Linked DNA regions of Lactuca sativa: region 2 is linked to region 1. A link is a contact called in public Hi-C data. All regions are on one chromosome and are shown on one strand. Each heading gives the region's core, a stretch centred on a gene start, on an enhancer-like site or on the middle of the called end of the contact. The rest is flanking DNA. Distances are from core to core; before and after follow the strand shown. Region 1 holds the start of LOC111898387. Region 2 holds the start of LOC111898386 (G-type lectin S-receptor-like serine/threonine-protein kinase SD2-5).

Region 1 (7,352 bases), core at 286-2,785:
TATGTTAAACTCTCTTATGGCCATGTGCCACCACCAATCAACTACTAGGTCCACCAGAGCAGGTCACCAGACGCATCTTGACGGTAGTGGGTCGACTTTGTGGCTTTACCTCAAGTTGGCCCTCAGTCAACAGATACGTAACCTGGACCTGCCTCTCACTGTTTTGTATGATTCTTAACCTATATATATATATATATATATATATATATATATATATATATATATATATATATATATATTACTTTAGGGTTTTTATGCATATATAGTTGGTATCGGAAGAAAGATAAGTAATTGCTCACACACAAAAGAAAGAGTGATTAATATCATCCCTTATTTAAGTTCTTTTCTAATTTTATATCATGATTCTTTGGTTCTGTTTTTGGAAAGATAAGAAGAACTTGTTCTTTTAGATGATATGCTAAGATGTTGAAGTACATCGCATATCGTCGCAAAACAACTCCTATATCATGATTCTTTGGTTGTATTATATCTGAATGATGTTGCTAATTTATATGTTAATCAATTTCATATGGTTATTTTTTGAATTCTTACTTTTCTAGGAAGAGGGTATTTTTTATTTTATGCTTACTACATTGAAAAATCAATTTCTTCATTCTTATTTGTTAAAACGTAGATATGTTTTTTTGCCGTTGCCATAGTGCTAGTTTTTATAAGCAGGAATAAAGAAATTCTAGACCCGTCAACCCATCATAACCTAATTTTATTTTATAGATCCGTTACTGTCTAAAATTTTAGTACCGCTCAAAATATACGAAATATTAGTTGCAGACGTACCTTTGTCTAAAATGTTATATTTTAAATCATTTTTGTTGTCTTTTGCTATAAAATTGATGATAAATTAAATTGTCTCCTATCTTTTATGCCTATAAATATTTCTATCCATTTTCATTATAATACGTGTCACCGTTCCATATTTACTTAATTATCTTATTAAAAATATATATTTCAAAATAAAACACCATTTTAGACACCAATTTTTATGAATATCCCCTATATTGTTTTCTCTCTATTGAATAACTTGTAACCGATGCCAAGCTCATAATTTTATCCACTTAATTCTTCTTTTAACAAAAGAAATGTGCGTTATTTTTTTTATTGGGTTATTTGACTGGTCATTCAAAAATGTAAACTTTTCAAAAGAAACACCCCACTAAAAATACCGAAAGTTTCACTTGTTATTTGTTTATCCTCTAATACCATTTTTGTCTTCCTTTTCCCTATTAATTGTTCGTTTATCTTCTAATCAAGTAAACACTATCTTAAATCGTATCAAACAAGAACATAAATAGCATAAAACAATATTCAAATTTTGATTAGTAATTGTTTCTGATTTTGAGAGAATATTCCATGTAATAAAAAGAAAAAGTTGTAGTGTTGATACTTATGAGGCTGGGGTTTGCTTTAAAGCCACCGACAGTGACAATATTGTGGATAATAAAAAAGGGTTACTCTTCATCACTCATCTTCTTTATATTACTGTGTGTAAACTGTAGAGACAGAAGGACATGGACCCTTGAGAGATGGGGAAGCAGGCATGTGGATGAGTGGGGGACACACCCTAACCCTAAAAACTTACTTCAATGGAGAAAAATAAAACCCTCAAATTATTGAGTGAATCAAAGTAAAAGAAAGTGACACAAAAAAAGATACAAAGAAAGAAAGAAAACCAAAACCCCTCTTCTTTCTTCTTTATCTCTCTCTCTCTCTCTCTTTCTCTTTCTCTATCTCTCTCTCCACACTGTTTTTGAATTTCAGTACCCACATTGCTTACTTACTTTCATCGATCTCCAAAATCAAAGATTACCCATGTGAAAAGATCGATAACTATTTATGGGTTTTGTTTCTTATTAAGTTTCAACCTTTCGATTGTTGTCTTTTCGTCAAAATCAAGTCAAGAAACCAGGTTTTGTTCATGCGGTGTTCTTCATAGAGTGAAAAATTCGTGAGATTTGAAGATGCCGAGACCAGGACCGAGGCCTTACGAGTGTGTTCGAAGAGCTTGGCATAGTGATAGACATCAACCCATGAGGGGTTCTCTCATTCAAGAAATCTTTAGGTTTTTTTTCTTTTTCTTTCTGTTTATTGAACTTGTTTATGAATGATGAATCTGGTTTTGTTGTTGTAATCTTATGCACACCAAGTGTTTGATTAGGATTGTGACTGAGATCCATAGCTCAGCGACAAGGAAGAACAAAGAATGGCAAGATAAGCTACCGATTGTTGTTCTAAAAGCCGAAGAAATCATGTACTCAAAAGCAAATTCCGAGGTAATTCCAATCACACATTTCAAGTGAAAAGACTTTCTTTTTTAAGGTTTGATTTCGATTTTGGTTTGTGCGAAAAAGGGAATTTAGGGCACTTTTACTTTGAAATAGACAGAATCTAATTTTTAACTTTTGTGAATTCTAATCTTCGTTTATGTCTTGAATAGGCAGAGTATATGAATCTTGAAACCCTTTGGGAAAGAGCTAATGATGCCATTAACACAATAATTCGGTTGGATGAAAGTACTGAAACTGGGGATTTCTTGCAACCTTGTATTGAAGGTAACCTCAAATTCATCACTTTTCCTCTTTTTTTACTATTTTATTTTCATTAAACCATTTAAAATTTGTAAATTCACATACTTATTGTCATAGATTCAAATGGGCATCTCGTAGTTTTGTAAATTTGTCACTTTGGTTTCAACAGAATCTTAGAAAAAAAAACTTTTGACGTTGTGAGTCAAAGAAAATGAACTTTCTTTTGCAAAATTTGAGCATCCCCAATGGGACTCCTTGCAATACTTAATATTATCTAAAATTGTCTCTTTTAAAGTTTTATGTATTATTAAAATAAAAAGCTTTTTACATAACAAGATAGTTATGTGGTTAAAAAAATAATCATAAATACAACAAGCTTTTGAAAAAACTTTGTTCTATTGGTGGAGCTTTTTCCAAAAAGACTTGTATTTATATATAAATATAAATTTAGTGCGAATCTGATGTGACAAAAACAAAAATCTCATCCGATGAGAAATGCATTTTTAGAATGATTATTGCCACTTTTAAAGTTGCATATTTAGTTACTATTTGTTGTGATAGTTAGATAATTTTATATTTTACCTTAATTCTTCTCTTTTTACATCTACTTACATCAAGGGCTTCTACCCCGACATATGTGGGATTGAAATTAGTTTAAATTATTCAAATATGATTTACTTTATTCTAAATAATTCGAAACTCCTAATCCTAATTTGTACAATCAATGAGAATCGATTATTACGAATTCAAATCACAACAATCAATTGGTTTATTGAAATCTTGATGACTCTAATTTATATAAAAGCAAATATTCCATAAATGGTTATCTCTTTTTTTTTTTTTGTTAATTTTATTGTTTTAATATCTTAATAGCGGCTCTTAATCTTGGATGCACACCAATGAGGACATCAAGAAGCCAAAGGAACAATACTTCAACTTATTACCTTAACATCAAGAATCCCGACTCTAATTTCTGCCCTTCAAACAATTTACACAAATGCCCCCAAGAAAATCCTATAAAAATCACACAATTCGCTCCTCATTATCCCCAAATCATGAATCCACGTGTCATTAACGTGCCACCTTTCAATCTAAAACCCCAAATCCCAATTCCCCCAAATGAAACATCGATCAGAAACAAATTCCCTTTTCAATCGCAACCAAATACAAAATCTCCATCTGTATACCCTCTTTTTTACGGAAATGGGAACGAACCTATGGATCCAAAGATGAATTATTCTGAGATTAAAGAGAATCGAAAATTAGGGTTGTTTCAAAAACCTTGTTTTAGTGAAGAACACGATGATGGACATGAATGTGATTTGTCACTAAGGTTAGGTCCTTCGAACATGAAAACCAGTCAACAGAGTCGAAATCTTGAAGTGGGTGAGTTTGAAAAGTCAAATCAATGGAGTTTTGAAGGTGAAAAAGTGGATTTGGATGGAAGAATGAGGAAACGGAAGGCAGTGGTTGGTAATCTTTATGAGAATTTACAGTTTTGTTGGCAATCGAAGGTTTCTTCAGCTAACTCTAATGGCGGATTGTAGTTTGCAAGTAGTTATTAAAAATATTATTAGCTTTAGTTGTACATTTAAAAAAGAGAAACAACCCTCTACTTGTAATCCGACTAGCAATCTAGTTTCTTGATTGATGAGATGTTATTTGTCGATCGGTTTTTGATATTCGGAATCATGAAAAGATTCAAACAAACATTTGTGTATACGCGAATGAGACTAAACACTGAACAGATTAGAGATTGGTGGGGCATGGGGTGATTGGCTTTAACGATGAAGTGGGGGATGGGTTGTTTTTGGATATGTTTACTTGTTTGATGAGTGGGGTACATAAACTGTCGCGTTACACTGAAATTTTCAGAGAGATGGAGATGGATTTTATCATTTTAACACCATTTTTGACTTTATCTGGGGAAAAGGAAAGGAATGATTAAAGGGGTGGATAGGGGTGTGGGTGGGGGGTGGGGGTTCTGGGTGGTGGCTAATGCTTGACCAATCTCTCCTTTTGATTCTGAAATTGTGTAAGTTTGGTGGGTCTACACTTCCCATACACCACCCAAGAAGTGGTTTGTACCTTGTGCATTGAAAGTTGTACGGTTTGGGTTAGCCCATCTTCAAAGTGGGGGGATACTTATGATCTTTGGAGTTTAAAATAGCGTATGTGTTAATTGTTGAGCATTTCCTTTTTTTTCAGTAGTGTGAGTTGAAGTGAATATAGGGTCAAACCCATTCTTTAACTCTAAGTGGTCCAAAAAAATATTCTAAGTCTAGCTTTCTCAAAGACGGTCTAAAAAATCCGGTCTAGTTTAAGTTCTCGACCTAGGTACTTGGAACCGGACCGAGTTTTTTTCAGACTATTTTTGTCGAAGTTAGATCCTAATTGGTGAAAGTCGAAGAGTGACATGCAAACGACGACACATGAGTTATATTTGGGTTTTGGGCTTGTGAAATCCATAAACATTTGCTAGAATGACTATTTAGGATTCTACTTAAGGCTCGAAAGAAGGATGTCATAAGAATCGTATTCTCATCTATGCCACGTAGACCTCACATGGGCTCTATGTCAATTTTACAACACTTTTGTGTGGTCTTTGCCACACATTAGGTATGGTGTATCGAGAGAGTATCGAGAGAGAGAGAGAGAGAGAGAGAGAGAGAGAGAGAGAGAGAGAGAGAGAGAGAGATGTTGTTTCTCACCGTATGCGGCCAAACCGTAGTTGAGACCGCATGGTGGGGGTGGTGTTCCTCTTTAGGCTAACGTCATGTTTGGACCCGAGGATGTATATACTTTTTACATTTCATTTTTTCTGTGTCACGTAAGTTTTCCCCCCACTCTCTTTTCATTCTTCATAACCCAAGAAATTGTCACCTTTCATTTTCTTCATTTTTTATAAATATATACTCTTTTTGTAGGGATTTAAAAACCATATATATATATATATATATATATATATATATATATATATATATATATATATATATATATATATATATATATAAAACGACCGTAGATCAGAGCTAGTCAATTTAGAGACGATAAGCGTCAAAAATGACTTTTTGATAGAAGATTATTTAGAATGAATAATCTTAACTAAGTTGTAGTATATGTTACAAGGATTCCGTACGTATAAAGAACGCCCAAATCTGACTTCGTATGAAGAAGTTATGATTTATCGAATTTTCGGCTTAGCGGTATGCAGCCTGAAATACTCGATTTGAGATCGAGCGGTTTTTAGCCAAAACAATCTAAACAAGAATCGAAGATCTCGTTGTTGGTATCGAAGTGATGAAAAGTTAGGCGAGAACGGACGTCAAACGAAGAAGTTATGATTTTATAACGAAGTTTTCCTGTCCGGGCCTACTAAAAATAAATAATAAAAATAAAGTCAAAATTAGCCGACGAAGTCTAAACGAAAGTTGTAGAGCGTAGTCTCACCTACGCGTGGATATAAAGAACGTCGAAAACGGAGTTTGTATGAAGAAGATATGAATTTCCGAAGTTTATTAAATAATTAATATTTAAATTTAATTATAAAACTCGGTATTATCCGAAGGGGGAGTCTCCGGGCATATCCGAAGTACGCCCAGCGTACTGTTGTACTCCCCGCGTACATCGAAGCATGACGACCTTCGCACTCGAGTTCTTCGGATGACGAACGCAATGACGATTTCGGACCAGTACGCCCCGCGTACTCCGAGGTTCCAGCCTCTATAAATAGGATCCGAAGGCAGCCGACTCCTTTGCTATTTTTCTCTCTTCTCTCCCCCGTTTTGCATCGATTTGCGTGCCAGAAGTACCCCGAAGCCCCGGTATCATTCCCGAGTCCCGAAGCAAGATCCGAAGCCCCGAGAATCCCGAAGAGCGTGATTCCCGAGCCGAAGCTCTGCCCGCGAGAAGTTCGATTTTTGTAGAGATCTTCCAGATCTACCGAAGAATACTACTTTTACAAGCCGTAGTGCTGTCCGATCATCTTCTGATCAAGTGAGTGTGTGGTTACTTTCTTCTAACGCATAAATACGAAGTATTTTATACGAAATACGTGTTCACTTGGTGTTTGAACTAAATGTGTTCATTAGTTATTTCCGAACTCTATGTGTTCACTTGGTATTTTTGGACTCAATGTGTTCATTAAGTATTTTTGAACTAGATGTGTTCACTTGGTGTTGTTGAACTGAGTATGTTCACTAAGTGTTTTAGAACTAAGTATTCACCAGATGTTTTGAATTAATTGTTCACTAGAAGTGTTAGAACTAGGTGGTTGTTAAATATGTTGAACTAAGTGTTTACCAATCGTAATTTGTGGACCTTGGCAGTGGTGGACTTTGTGTCAATTCCTTAGGTCAATCTTTAGGAATAAATGGATAAAGGATAGTTGATTCTTAAGGTAAATCCTTAAGAAATAAAGGAGATAATGGGAATGAGTATTTGGGTTGATTGTTTGATAATTCAATATAATAAATGTATTATTGTGGGTTTAAAACCCTACATGCTCACCAGGCTCCCAAGCCTGACCCACTCAGTTTTCTTTGCATTACAGGTAATGGCACAAGAGTATAAATGGGTGGACTTGACGATAGATTTTGGATTATAGATCAATAGTTATAAATAACTGTTGTAATGTCTATTTTATATTGTTTATGCTTTTGGTCTGTATCGGAACATGATATCCCGAGGTTTTATTATTTAATGAAAATACATTCTCTTTGAGAAACGTTTTGATAAATTTTATCATATTTTGTTTTGGGAACAAATTCCGCAACTCTTTTAAATCAAAAGGATTTACTCTGAAATTAT
Region 2 (7,042 bases), core at 3,836-6,335, 370 kb after region 1:
CATGGGTGACGACATCAACTTCTTCGTCACCAAGGATCTTAAAAGGTACACTCCCTCTTCTGATCAAACTCCCTTTGGACCTATCCACAGACTCCCAACATACATTCTTTCAACCCTTGGACTTGAGATTGCTGATGTCTCAGACCACATAGAGGCTACGGAGGGTATTGCCCCATACCCCCTACCCCACCTCCTCCATCCGCAGTTGTTATCCCTGAAGGTACCGCAGTCTATTCCTCGACCACTCTCTCTAATGTCTCTGGGAGAAGAAACCAGTTAGCATCCAAGAAATCACCTCCAACCCCCAAGAAGAATGCTCCCAAGACAACCGCACCCTCAAAGAAGCATAAGTCTCAAACTGTCACCGTTCCTGACAGTGATTCAGATGAGGATGCGCAACCAATTGCCATTCTCAAGAAGAGAAAAACCACTCCCCCTAGCCAAATGCGTGACCGGACTGATACCTCAGCCTCTCAACAGGCTCCGGTAGTCCTTGGAGTTGCCGCAGACTCATTCAACACAACCATCAAATTCCACTCAAGCTCATCAAGTGAGCACGTTTCATCTCATCGTGGAGACCCCCCACCAGTACTATCCCAAGAGGATGATACTGGTCCACGCCCTAAGGTCTTCAGGGCTTCCCGACTGCACTTCTTTTCTTCTGGGGAGTTGAACTCCATACTTTTGAACGTCACCCAAACACTGCAAACACCTTCCCAACCGCAGGGCACTTTTTCTGCCTTTGCCAGAATTGAGTTAAGGCCACACTTGACCACGGGTCAAGGAGACCAAGTACGCTCAGAAAATTATACTATGCTTACATCTGATACAGGTGGTTTAGGCACGGTGAGCAATACTGTGCAAGGATCCATGAACCCAAGGGACACCTTGGTGCGAACACAAGGAATTGATGATGATGACTCAAATGATTCTTGGAGCCGGTATCAAACATCTAACGAAGCTGAAGCCAAAAAGTATGCAGCTTTCAGAAGGGCCTTCCAAGCCCGTAAAGATCAACAAGTCAAGCAGCAGCAACAGAAAGAACAAGAAATACAAGTTGTGGCTAAGTATTAGGCAAATGCTATCAGCAATGCCAATACCGTAGCCACCATTCTTAAAGTTCAAAGTTGGATGGATCAAATGGCTGAATCTCTTCAAAAGCATCAGGCAGATGCAGCTGCCCAACAAACATCCAAAGTTCCTCCTACTCCAGTCGTTGAAGCATCACAAGACGAAGGACCCGAAATCGAAATCAACTCTGCACCCACCTTCGGTCTTGATGATGATGACATTCAAGAGGTAAACAAACCCTCTCCTTCTGATGATGACTTAATGATGTTTGATGAAGGTGAAGAATCCAATGGTTCTCACCACTCTACCTTAAAACCTAAAAAGAAGAAGAAGAAGAAGAAGAAGAAGAATGTGGTGACCAGAAAAGAATTCTTAAATCTCCAAGCCAAGGTCGATCAAATCCTGGCTACAGTCAAGCCAACTCAACCGCAACCAGATGATATTCTTGGACCGCAGTCACTGATTGAAAGGATTGAGTGACTGGAAGCGCGTGAGAGAATGGTTGTGGAGCGGATTTCTTTGAAAGTAGAAATGGGGATCAGGTCCCTTGACAATAATCATCAAGCTGACCACAAGGAATTTATTGCTATTGCTGATCGTCTCATCACTGAAGTCACCGCATTCAAGACAGCTCTTCAGGCAGCCATTTCAGATCAAGCCTCTAATTCAGCAAAATTGATTGATGAGACTCACTCGGCCTATGAGTCCGCAATCTTTGTTCTTCAATCAACTATCAATCGCCTGCAACGGTCCTTGACAACAAACTTCCATGGTCCTGAGATTCTTCATCTCGTCAAGGAAATCCACAAACTGCTTTTCAACTCCTCTATCCCCAATAATCAACAACTGGCTGATGCCATGAAGTCTCAGTTTCAAGAAATTTTCTCCAAGGTAGATGGCCTTCGGTCTTGGCTTGAGGAAGCTCCATGGGCGCATTCCTCAAGAGGTTGAAGTGAAGAAGAAGTCCATCATTCTCCACATCAAAGTCCCCCCATCATCACTGAAAAAATCCCTACACCGCAACCATCCCATCACACTCCACCTCACCAATCTCCACCTCATATTGAAATCACCCCAGAAAAAACTAGAGATTCCCCCACATTTTAAACTCCTTGCGGAACATATGTCATCTCCAAGCTCAACCGATTCTCCTGCCACCATCCAAAAGAAAAAAGACTGGAAGTCAGCCAAACTTGCTGAAGAAATCTAGAGATTAAGTGGTTTCGACACTGTCATGGACGAATCCCTAATCAACTCTTGGGTCAATCCCCACAGAAGGCTGCAAGATGAAGATTACGTTCCCCACCTCACATATGCAGAACCGCCTCCTGATGGATACTGGGATGTTCCAATCTCGCCCAATGCCAGATACTTCACTGTATTTGAGCAGTTCGACCGAAGCCTTCCCGATGCTAAAAGACCGCCTATGTAGTTTGAGAGACTTAGTCAATTCTATACTAAGTATGCCTCTCCTATAGAGCACATATGGTCCAATGAAAGACCATCCGCAGTCGTAAATTACAAGGTTCGGAAGTTCATGAAGGCAGAATTTTTCCAGACACCCTCACCCGAAGGGGACATGACTATGTTCGCTCCCAAGCGGACTTCCCCAACATGAATTCGGAGGAAGTTTTCTCATTGCCAAGGTATTTCAGAATAAGGCTGAGAAACACCCAAAGATGAATACTGCACTTGACAGGGCCAACAACTTCTTGATGGAAACTATTTGCGATTTTGCCAAGATTGATGCGGACATCCATCCCATCATTTCCAAGAAGGTTGATCTACCACCCCTCGACCCCGCACTGATGCCTACCGAAGGCTTTGCAGACAGATCTCTAGGTGCAACCAACTTTCCTGAACTTGGCATCATTTTTAAAAGGAATACCGACAACGTCAAATATTTTATTCCTATGATTGCCATGCATCGGCTCACCAGGAAGCAACTTGACATCTACCGAATTGCAGTAGAAAAATCCAAATTCACTACCGCAGAGGTCAAGTTTGAGATCTTAAGAAGGATCACCTGGTTGGAGAATGTCAGGAAGTTCTGGTGGATTTTGATCTAGTATCTTCATTTTGATAAATGATCAGAAGTTAAAGAGGTCACTTAGGGGGAAATTTTTGAATCATTAAAGTGACCCTCTTGAACATTCTTGCTACTGCAGTCAGCACCGCATCCGCAGCCAAGTCTCTCTTACAAGCGTCCGCAGCCAACGTCAGAAGAAACCGCATTCACTCTTTATTACTCAGTTTATTTTGTCTTATTTAAATTCTCTCTATTGTCCAGTAGGCCTTGCATGGCTACTCATATAGAACGTTTCTGCTGTATTTCATGAGTCTCTATAAATAGAGCTCATACTCTTTGTATCAAATACGTATCTATCACTTTCTAATACAACTTTCTGGATTTATCCTTTCTATCTATTTCTTACTCGCTCATACTTACTCTTTCATAACAGATTACAATCTCTCTTCGGAGCAAGTCTTTGTGACTTAATCACTAAGTTTGATCTCACTCACTAACTTGGCTTGAATGTATTCCTTGTTATGAATCAACTTATGTGTATACTTGATATAACAATTGTTGTCATTTTCCTTTCTTTATATTCCGCAACTAACTATATAACCATCTAACAATCTAACTTAAATATTATTGTTGAGCTCATAGATCCTCTAAGATTAACTATTCCACAATATACTTGTTCTAACTTTTGTTCAAGTGTGTCTCAAAGTTTTTCTCTCAACAAGTCATGTACAAAGCTTTGCACACTTTGGTTAACCATGATCAAGTCAACATGTTAACATACCATGGTTAATAAACTAGCTAGACAATTTTTGTCTTCTTCTTAGGCATGGCCAAAATCATTTTTATAAAAGAAGATGTTATTTGTCAACTTTCTTCTTATATATCTCATGCTCCTAAAAGTCTATCAGTACTTTATCTTATTATAATCTAAATGTATGTCTTGCATGAGAGTATAAAATGAAGGTTTTTTCATGAAGTTTTGGCTAGCTTTTTCACTACTTTTCCTCTCTTTTTCATTGTGGCCGAAACCACTCTCACCCTCCCTCTTCTTCTTGTCTTTTGAAATATGTTGAAGAAATAATGCTCTAATGTACTTCTCCTTTAGTGCTTATTTGAGTTAAACACTTAAAGGTATAAAAAAATATTTTATACAAGAAGGAACTAACATTTCAATTGTCTTAATCTTGATGGTGGATACTTGTAGAGAAAATCATACTCTGATTTGTCTATCATCATCAACACCCTAAAACTAAGTGGGTTCGAAGGCTCCAAAGGTTGTCATTCTAAAACACTCTATGGTTGTTTTAATATCATTCTAACATCTACAAATTGATCCTAGATGGTTTGGTTTTATTATAAACTCAAAAATAAACTTGTTATTTTGAACGCTTCATTTGACCAGTTTTTATAAAAAAAAAAAACATACTTATATTTTGTATTAAAACTCATCAATCGTATAGGTGTATGTGTAGGTGATGTGTTTACAAGAGCTAAGAAATGGATATTGTAGACGAAAAACCATTAAGGAGAAAAGACTATAGGTGTGTTTTCAAGGGAAACAACAAAAAAAGGATATGAAGTGGGGTAGGATTTGAGGAATAGTAACGGTGGGGATTAAATGTTTAAATTAATAAACAATCTATTGCACAAATAAATATATTTAAAGACAATATAATGTTTTTATGTACAAGAAGAGAAGTTATAATACAAAATACCATACATATGATCTACATAAAAAATATATAAAAACAAAACCATTTTTTTATCTAACCATATATACCATTCCAGTAAATTAGTCAATTATTTATAAACCTTGTTATTTTTGGATTTAATCAAACCATATATATACAATTTCAGTAAACTAGTTAATAATTTATAAACCTTGTTATATTTATATTTATATTTAATCCTAACTAAAGATATTTAAAAAATGAAAATATAATACATGCATCTTCCTCTCAAGTCTCAATAGCAAGACACATGACACATGGTGTGTGGGGGGAGAAAGGAGAAAGTGTATTTCTTTTGAAGGGGATGAAGTGGCGAGTAGTAGCGAACAAGTTTGTTGGGCAGACCTTTGACCCCCCATCATTCAATTTCATCTCATCTACCACCCATCAACCCTAATTCAATTCCCATTTCACATTAATTGTATCGACATCTTCACGCTTTCATCAATCTTTCATATTTTAAACCCACTATGTTCACCTCTCGTGATCTACTGTCATCCATACATAATTCATATACATACACATACATGTATCTGTATCTGTGTAAGTATAGGCTCGAATTTCTAAACCCCACCTCAGATCTTCCTATTTCTTTGACCTCAGCAATAACAAATTCGTCTCATCTCTTTTCTAATTTCAGGAAATTGACGTACGCAGACTCTCTCTCTCTCTCTCTCTCTCTCTCTCTCTCTCTCTCTCTCTCTCTCTCTCTCTCTCTCTCTCTCTCTCTCTCTCTCTCTCTCTCTCTCTCTCTCTCTTGCTGGCATGTGCTGGAAGAAAAGTAATTTGTATTTCGTATTTCTATCCAAAATAGAGACAATTCATAAAGTTTCGTAGGTGAGAAAATTTGCTTTTCTTGTCCAATTTTGACGTTTTTTGCCCAAAATGGAGAGGACCCATTATTGTTCATGGCAGCTTTTATCGATCTCTAGTCTTCAATTTTGTCGGGTTTTCCTCAATTACGTGTAGTTTTGACTTTTCTTAGCCAAATTTGATGAGCACCAATTTATGTTTATAGTTCATTAACTGCATCTCATGGTGGGGTTTTCGTTTTCCCTTGAATTTGCTGTTAATTTGACGTTTCTACCAAAAATGAAAACCTCCTGTTCTTGTTTTTAGCTGGATTTCTCAATCCCCGTGTTTAATTTTGGTATTATACATTTATACCCCTCAATTTGCGTTTGTTTAATGCTTTATCGATGTCTGTGTTTCATCACGATGCCCAATTTCCATTCTCTTTCCACTTCTGCACCTGGTGCAAGTTAGTCAACTGGTAGATCCCGATTTTCCTTTGTTCTTTTTTTTAAGCCATTGAGAATTTGAAAAACTCGAAGAAGAAAAAAAATGAGAGCTTGGTTGTTCTTCTTTCTCAACGTTATCTGTTGGGTCTTCCTCTTCTTACCTCAAACATGCGTATCAAGTGTTCGATATATTGGCAAAGTGAACCCTGGGTTCAAAGGATCTCAAATGCAATTCATAGACAACAGTGGCTTATTCCTACTATCAAACAGCTCTAATTTCGGATTTGGTTTCAATCCGAACGCCGATATCACTTCCTTCACCATTGGAATCATTCACATTACAACTTCAAAAGTCATTTGGTCGGCAAATAGAAGGGCTCCCGTTGGTAATTCCGATAACTTTGTGTTTGGCGACGACGGAAATGCTTACATTCAAACCAACGGAAAAGTCATCTGGTCAACAAACACCACCGGGAAAGGTGTCGCCGCCATGAAATTGCTTGATTCCGGTAACTTGGTGCTGGTACGTAACGACGGCGTTTTCGTTTGGCAAAGTTTTAGCAACCCCACAAACACCCTTATGCCAAATCAAGATTTCAATTCAGGATCGAAACTTGTAAGCAATCCGAAAAACAATTTGACATTTTCTTTAGAAATCAAAAACGGAGACATGTTTCTATCATCCGGGTTCCGAAACCCTCAATCGTATTGGGCTATGAGTAAAGACAAAAGGAGAATCATCAACAAAGACGGTGGAAACCTCGAATCCGCCGTTATTAATGGCAATTCATGGAGGTTTTTCGATGAAAACAAAGTTTTGTTATGGCAATTCGTGTTTGCAGATGGTGATGATTCCAACGCCACTTGGGCCGCTGTTCTAGAAGATAACGGCTTCATTAGCTTCTATAATCTCCCAGGAAAAATAACAGCAAACCATAATATCCCTGATGACATGTGTAGCACACCACAAT

The links. A called contact is a pair of places that touch in the nucleus more often than the background predicts.
Region 2: a contact with region 1 is called in a Hi-C map of leaf, with 6 times the contacts expected there. The contact joins the promoter of LOC111898386 here to the promoter of LOC111898387 in region 1. A contact is called at or near these places in 2 of 4 Hi-C or Micro-C datasets (both in leaf).

The regions. Positions count from the first base shown.
Region 1 is chr5:70,678,857-70,686,208 of Lsat_Salinas_v11, forward strand. LOC111898387 reads left to right here and starts at 1,536. Exons shown (of 4, transcript XM_023894308.3): 1 at 1,536-2,077; 2 at 2,174-2,288; 3 at 2,453-2,567; 4 at 3,417-4,199. The coding sequence starts at 1,977. The coding sequence ends at 4,090.
Region 2 is chr5:71,041,610-71,048,651 of Lsat_Salinas_v11, forward strand. It overlaps LOC111898386 (G-type lectin S-receptor-like serine/threonine-protein kinase SD2-5), which reads left to right and starts at 5,086. Exons shown (of 2, transcript XM_023894307.3): 1 at 5,086-5,373; 2 at 5,471-7,042. The coding sequence starts at 6,175.